Regions from separate parts of the Mus musculus genome. Here region 2 is linked to region 1. The links are chromatin contacts, called in public HiChIP or PLAC-seq maps. All regions are on one chromosome and are shown on one strand. The core of a region is the stretch at or near the end of the contact, and the rest is flanking DNA. Distances in the headings are between cores, read along the strand shown. Region 1 holds the start of Cpsf6 (cleavage and polyadenylation specific factor 6). Region 2 holds the start of Tmem19 (transmembrane protein 19).

Region 1 (3,226 bases), core at 497-2,996:
TATTAGATACAATGCTAAAAGTACCAAGTCAACGAAAAGCTACAGTTATAAAAAAGAGGCCTACAAAGTAGTTCCTCGTTGAGGTCAAAAAAGTTTAACCTCTCCAGGCACTCGGAAGGCAGAGGCAGAGGCAGAGGCAGGCGGATCTCTCTGAGTTCGAGGCCAGCCTCGACTACAGAATGAGTTCCAGAACAGCCAGGGCTACACAGAGAAACTCTGTCAGCAGTAATTAAAATCCTACGACAATTTGCTTTTCTTTTCTAACATTTAAGCCAAAAGCACAGTCATTCTTGAAAAACGAAGCAGTAAGGATTTAAGAGTTTTCACTGTTTCGTTCAAGTCTTATATCCCTAGTCATAAACAATGGAGGGAAAACGCCATACAAACCAATGGCATTTTATTCAGGTTCTCATCCGTACCTTAGAATTTTTTAATATGGTGGGGTGTAAATTTGAAAACCGTGAATATAGGAAATGCACTAAAAAAAAAAAAATATTTAGAGGGCAGTAAGAGGCTAGACGATCCAAACCCTGGCAAGCAGACCCTTCCAAGGATATTTATTCATCATGAGACGCTGGTTCTAGGCATCCCAGGCGGGTGAGACCGGAAAACCTTACACGTCTCACTTTCTCCAGCCTTTCAAACCGTGAAGTCGAGCCCACAGGGCAAACACTTCGCTTTCAAACTACAGTCACGTTCACAACGACTTGTCAGGCACGCTACCCAGGATTCCGATTCCGAGTGGCCGGTCTCCCTTTCAGTCTCTCCGGTCTGTTAAGCTAGGATACCACCATCTTTTTTGTTCTGTCCAGCCACCGCGCTCCCAAGTCTTTGGCGCAAGCCATTTATCCTCTCCGATATTTCGCTTCACAAAGGCCAAGGACTGGGCCTCGGAGGCACTGCAAACCCTCGATGACCAAGGCGGGCCGACGCACCGACTTTTAAATGCGATCGGTGGCTCCAAAAGTCAGATGACTTGTTGCGGATGGAACCAAACCTAAGCAGCCTTCCCTTAAGGGGACCGGCGAGCAAGGAACCGGGCGCCACGCCGAAACCCGTCGCAAAGGCGAGCGGGAGCCCAGGGAGAGCGGGCGCGCGGGATACAAAGGGCTGTGAACGCGGCCTTCCATGAGGCGACCGTGCGCGGACAGAGACACAAAATGGAGCGGCGGGAGGAGGAATCGGAACCCGAGGCGGCAGGGCCGGGATGGAGGCGGCGGGCGAGCGCGCGGCCGGGCCAGGGCTTCCCCTCTGGCCGGCCGCGGGGGAGGGGGCGCGGCGGCCCGTTCTCCCCGCCCCGCACACGCGGCCTAGCTCGGCGGGAAGCGCCCGCCACCGAGCCAACAATGGAGCGGGAGACCGTCCGGAGGAACCGGGCGGGCGGCTGCAGGGCGACCGGGCCCCGCGCTCCAGAGCCCCGCGGCCCGCAAAACGACGCGCGAGAACAAGGGCTGAGGGGCCGTCGCGCACGGCGGCGCGGCCCGGAGGCGCCAAGGGCGCACGGTCTGCAGCGAAGCCGGCTCGCGGCCCGCGGCGGCCCTGGTCAGCCGGGCGTCCGGGCCGCGGCACAGTCTGCGGCGGCGGCGGCGGCGGAGCCCGGACCCTCACGTACCTGGTTGAACTCTTCACCCACATCCGCGTAAATGTCTATGTGGTCCACACCGTCCGCCATCTTCCCTCGGCCTCGGCCGCCGCCGCCGCCGCCTCCTGCAGGTCGGCCCGCCGAGGCAGCAGCAGCGGATCTGGCGGTGGGGGCGGGGCGCCCTACGTCACTTCCGAGGGGCGGAGACCAGGGCGCAGCGGCCCGCTGCTGGTGACGGGGGACCCCGCCGAAGGTCCGCGGCGGTTCCGAGGCGCTAACTCGTTCCTTTGTGTGCAGGATTAAGCCGCGGCTGGGGCAGGGGCGTGATTTCCTGTGCTACCCCGCCATACCGCATGCCATGGAACCCGCTTGTTTTCAGAGACTGTCTTTTCAAACTGCTTCTGGCACTATTTATCTATCTACATATCTATAGATGAGAGATCTATCTAGTGAGAGATATAGATATATATACATCTATATAGAGAGAGATAGATATTTATATATTTGCGTTTTCATTTTTTTCCTACTTTTTTTTTTTTTTTTTGCTTCCAAGGTTTCGAGAGATGAGAGTTATGTGTACGCAATTAAAAGCGAGATATGATGTCCTGGCCAATGTCTTATTCTTGCTTCTTCAGACAACTGAATTTTTTGAGTTATTTGCATATAGCATATTTGCATCTCTTATCTTTATGCAGTTGTAAGCATCTTTTCCGCTCCTTCCTTCACATCCTCCTCTTCCCCCTTCCTCCCCCATTGCCCTTGCTTTTACCTTTTTATCTCTGTTGTAGGTTTTCTCCAGCCATCGTTCAAAGGATTCTATCCTCATTTTTAGAGCACGTACAACAGAGCAGATGTATCCTAAATCAACGAACTCCTGGATTCAGAATGCTGAGCTAGAAGGGAAATTAAAACGGTGGCTTGAGGTCCAAACATCCCGTTTTACAGATGAGAGAACTAAGGACTCGTAGAGCATAAGTTATTTAACTGGGGTTACATGGCTCGTAAAAGTGCACACCTTTTGACGCCGATATATGATTCAGAGATCTCTCTCCATTTCCAACGGCTCCACCTATTTCTTTCCTTCCCGTTCAAAAACTCACCAGGTCACTCAGCTGCCTGTGTGCTTGATATAAATTCAGTTCCCACAGCGCTCTCAAGGAGCGTAGAGAGAACCGAACCAAATCCTCTTAAGTAGTCCTCTGATCTACTCAGCACCTCTGACTGCTCTCACTTCCAGCCCCACCCTGCCAAACAAATTAACAAAAAAGCAAAACAATAACCAAAATAATAATAATAACAAAAATACCAGATGCAGACTGGTCTGAAATCATCAAAAACCTAAAGAAACATCTATGCTTGAGATGTCTGTAAAATCTTGGTTGCAGTCACAGAGACTAATCTCTTAATCTGAATAAACATTTCTTTAAATTCCTTTTTTATACATCGGGGTGTTTTGCCTGCATACAGTCTGTGTACTACACATGTGTGCAGTGTCCTGGGAGCGCGCAAAAAAGGACATCAGTCGACTAAGACTGGTATTAGACAGGTTTATGAACCACTACATGGGTGCTGGGAATCAGACCCTGACCCCGGAAGAGAATCCAGCGCTATTGACCACGGTACAAACGGGACTTAACGATGGCC
Region 2 (3,476 bases), core at 917-3,416, 2.0 Mb before region 1:
GTGCCACCACCACAACTTGGTTTATTAAATATTCTTAAAATTATTTTCATACACTACGAAGAGCTAATAGGGCCAACTGAGCCACAGAAGATTGGAAAAAAAAAAGCCTTATTTGGGGAAGTGAAGCTATAGCTCACTCATTTACATTGGGTGTCTGGTCCTAGTGGAAGAGATGAGCTTAGAAATCCTAGTTTGTTCCACTTACTTATATCAGAATGCTCTTGTGTGCATAGGCAACTTCTAAGACAACTTCAAAACTTAAAATCTGTGTGTGTGTCAAGTGTTGTGGTGCATTCACGCCCTTTAATCCCAGCAGATCTCTTTAAGTTCTAGGCCAGCCTTGTCTATGTAGTGACAGTCTGTCTCAGAAAAACAAAAACAAAACAAAAAAACCAGTGTGTGTGCATGTTTATGTGTGATGTGTGTGCCCGAGTGTATATGTATTTGTGTGTGTGTGTGTGTATAGATAACATGTATGTAGAAGTCAGAATAACTTTGAGTTGGCCCAAGAGTTCCTGGGGGTTCTCCTATGCCTCCTCCTGCCTAGGAGCACTGGAATTATAAATGCGTTCTACTGGGCCCAGCCTCATGTGGGTTCAGGAGATTCAGACTCAGGTCCCCAAGCTTGCACAGCAAGCACACCCAACCCAGAGTCACTACCTCAAGTCCCCGTTTTGAAATGTTACAGATCTCACTGGAATGTTGGCCCACATAATTCCAGAACATAGGAGCCTGAGACCAGAGGATTTGAATTTGAGATCACCCAGGGCTACAAGCTGGGGCCTTGTCTTAAAACAAAACAACCCAAACAGGCAACAAACAAGAGTTGGATATGGAGCAGCCTCTGAACACATGCATGGGTGCACAGTATATGCAAAACCCTGGATTTAACCCCCCCCCCCACTCTAAGAGCCAAATCCAAAATAATCCTTTAGAACCATCACAGGACCAAGGTATATAATCCGAATATATTAATGCCAAAATGAAATCCATCAGCTTGTACAATTAATATATACTAAGGGAGAAAAGTCCGTAAAGTCTTGTCTTATGTTGAAGTGTCCTGTAAAGTCATATACGATGGTTGGAGGTTGTAATCCCAATACTCTGGAGGCTGAGACAGGGATCAGGAAGAATTCAGTAGCAGGAGCAGTAGTAGGAGCTAAGACAGCAAGATTTGGCTTCATGAGAGCAAAGATGTACCAAGAAGCCAATGGAAAGACCAAGTGGCTGCAGGGTACGGTGATGATCAAACCGGACGAGCAAGAGGACAGTGTCTGCACGAGACCTATCTATTTGTGTGAAGTGACAAATTCTTCAACTTGCAAATGAAAAGACTGTACCTCCTTTGTTATTCTCACGGGATTATGAAACCGCTACACCATGGCAAATCTTAAAAAGATAAGCATCCCCCAAATTGTTTCACAAAACTACCTTTTATGTCTCCCCCCCCCCCAACTAAGGTAAACAGAAGTAATTATTTGAGACATGCGTTTTGTGATAGGTATCATTAAATATCAGCACAAGAAACATCATGGAAGGCTGTAAAGTTCTCTAGACATTGTTTATCTTATCACCGTAGCAAACCAGATTCAGGTTTCGGCAGTGAACATAACTGTTCTTAACCATTTACATATTTTTTGGATTTTGAAGTCGTAGTTTAAAATTCCACCCATTAACTTCTAGCAAAACTTAAAACACTTTTACTTACCATAATAGGTGCTAGCAGTCATTGACATAATCCAGAACGCTAGGGAAATGCAAATGATCAGGCTCAGTATTACTATATTGGTAATCATCTTTATATACCTTTTGCACGTAGTGTCGTCACTATCTGTCATGGAAAATAGAGCTACGAGCACCTGAGGGGGGGGAATAGATAGCATTTCAGATGAACCAAGTCATTCAAGTTTCTTGCAACAATACTCCTTTAGAGGCATAGAGAAATACCAACATCTTCCACCAACCGAACGACAAAATAGAATCGTAAATCCAAAACGTCTAGTCACTGCTGCAGGCGCAGCGCTCCGGCTCGACCCGGGGAGGTTAACGCCGCCCTTGGAAAAAGAAGGTGCAGGGAGGATGCACAGAGGACCCGCCAGGCCAGCAGGGAGGCCGGCAGCTCCCACCTAGAGGGACCCGGAAGGAGCACAAACGACCGGTGGCCAATGAGCGGCCAGCACCGCGGAGCCCCGCCCCTCCCCGCCCTCGGACCCCCCCCCCGAGCTCCGCCCCCGCACGGCGCGCTCCGCCCCCTGGGCCCCTGCTCCAAGTCTGCCCCAGCTCCACCTCTGCCGTACGCTGCCCGGGCAAGCGAACCAAGGCTGGGAACAGCGCGGGCGAGCGCCTTTACGTCCCCACCCCGCTGCCCCGGGAGTCGCTCTGGTCTCTCCGCGACTCCCTCCGTGTACGCATGCGCAGCAGCCCTGCTCCGCTCACGTGACTCGTCGAGGCGGAAACCCGGCTTGAGTTTGCTTAGTGTCTCTTTGCGGGTCGGAGTGCTGTTTCTAAAGCACCTCCAAAATAGACGTTAGGACAAATTAGGTCTTGGGATTTGTGGACAGCCTAGACTTGAAAAAAAAAATGTCACCAGTAAGGGTGGTGTGGGTCACTAAAACCTGCCATTGATGGAATAATGAACTGCGAGTGAATTTAGAGCCAGTAATGGGTTGTAACTTATGAAGCATTCATACCAGGCGATAGGGTGTGGACGACGTAGGAGTTTATCGTTAGAAGCGAAATTACTTAGAAAGTAGCTTAAAACAATGGCTTGGCTCTTAACCTGGGCCAGACTCAACTGGTACTGCGGTATGTAAACATAAATATAGTTCCCACGGTTGAGCTTTTGTATAATTACTGTTCTAACACACATTGTGGAAGTGTCTGTCCCCATCCACTCTATCTGTAAAAGTAACTTATTCGTCTGATGTATTGTCCTCTTGTAGGGCTCACTGTTGAATAAGCTCACCCTTTATAGTTCTTTCTAGAACTCTGGCTGTCTGGTTCAACCTAGCTGTTCTGGCTCAAACTCCTCACCAAGCTGCCTGATTCAATCTGGCTTCTCTCAAGTTCCCATTGAATTGTTCTGCCTAGCCTCAAACAACTCTGGCATTTTGTTCTAATCACCTGGCTCCTTCTTGTTCTCTGGCTTTAGTTGACTCTGCTCACCTGCAATGAACTTCATAGACTTGAAACAAACAAAAACCACAACCCGAACTCAACTGCAACTGCACCGCACTCCTGGCACTGCCTCCCACCTCTGACTAGCTGTCTCTCCCTGCACTGGGGCTCTTAAAATAGCTTCTCTTTCCTGTGCTGTCCTTGTAAGATGCATTCTGTCTCTGACTCATTCTGTCAAATCTTTCGATCTTTGTTACTTTGTCTGGCCCTCAATTAGACATCACTTTCACACCTGGCTCCTTCCTTCTAAAAACGAATTTGACCTTAAAGGACTGTACTCAGGTTGTATCCGTGTTCCA

What was found. HiChIP or PLAC-seq counts read pairs in DNA pulled down with a chosen protein or histone mark.
Region 2: an H3K27ac HiChIP or PLAC-seq map of acute myeloid leukemia shows a contact between it and region 1, with 10 times the contacts expected there. The contact joins the promoter of Tmem19 here to the promoter of Cpsf6 in region 1. A contact is called at or near these places in 3 of 39 promoter capture datasets (embryonic stem cells, liver and second pharyngeal arch cranial neural crest), 2 of 115 datasets of contacts at active chromatin or transcription factors (acute myeloid leukemia and embryonic stem cells) and 1 of 9 other capture datasets (adipose tissue).

The regions. Positions count from the first base shown.
Region 1 is chr10:117,375,227-117,378,452 of GRCm38.p6, forward strand. It overlaps Cpsf6 (cleavage and polyadenylation specific factor 6), which reads right to left and starts at 1,747. Exons shown (of 10, transcript NM_001013391.2): 1 at 1,613-1,747. The coding sequence starts at 1,672.
Region 2 is chr10:115,360,101-115,363,576 of GRCm38.p6, forward strand. Tmem19 (transmembrane protein 19) reads right to left here and starts at 2,167. Exons shown (of 7, transcript NM_133683.4): 1 at 1,952-2,167; 2 at 1,709-1,859. The coding sequence starts at 1,838.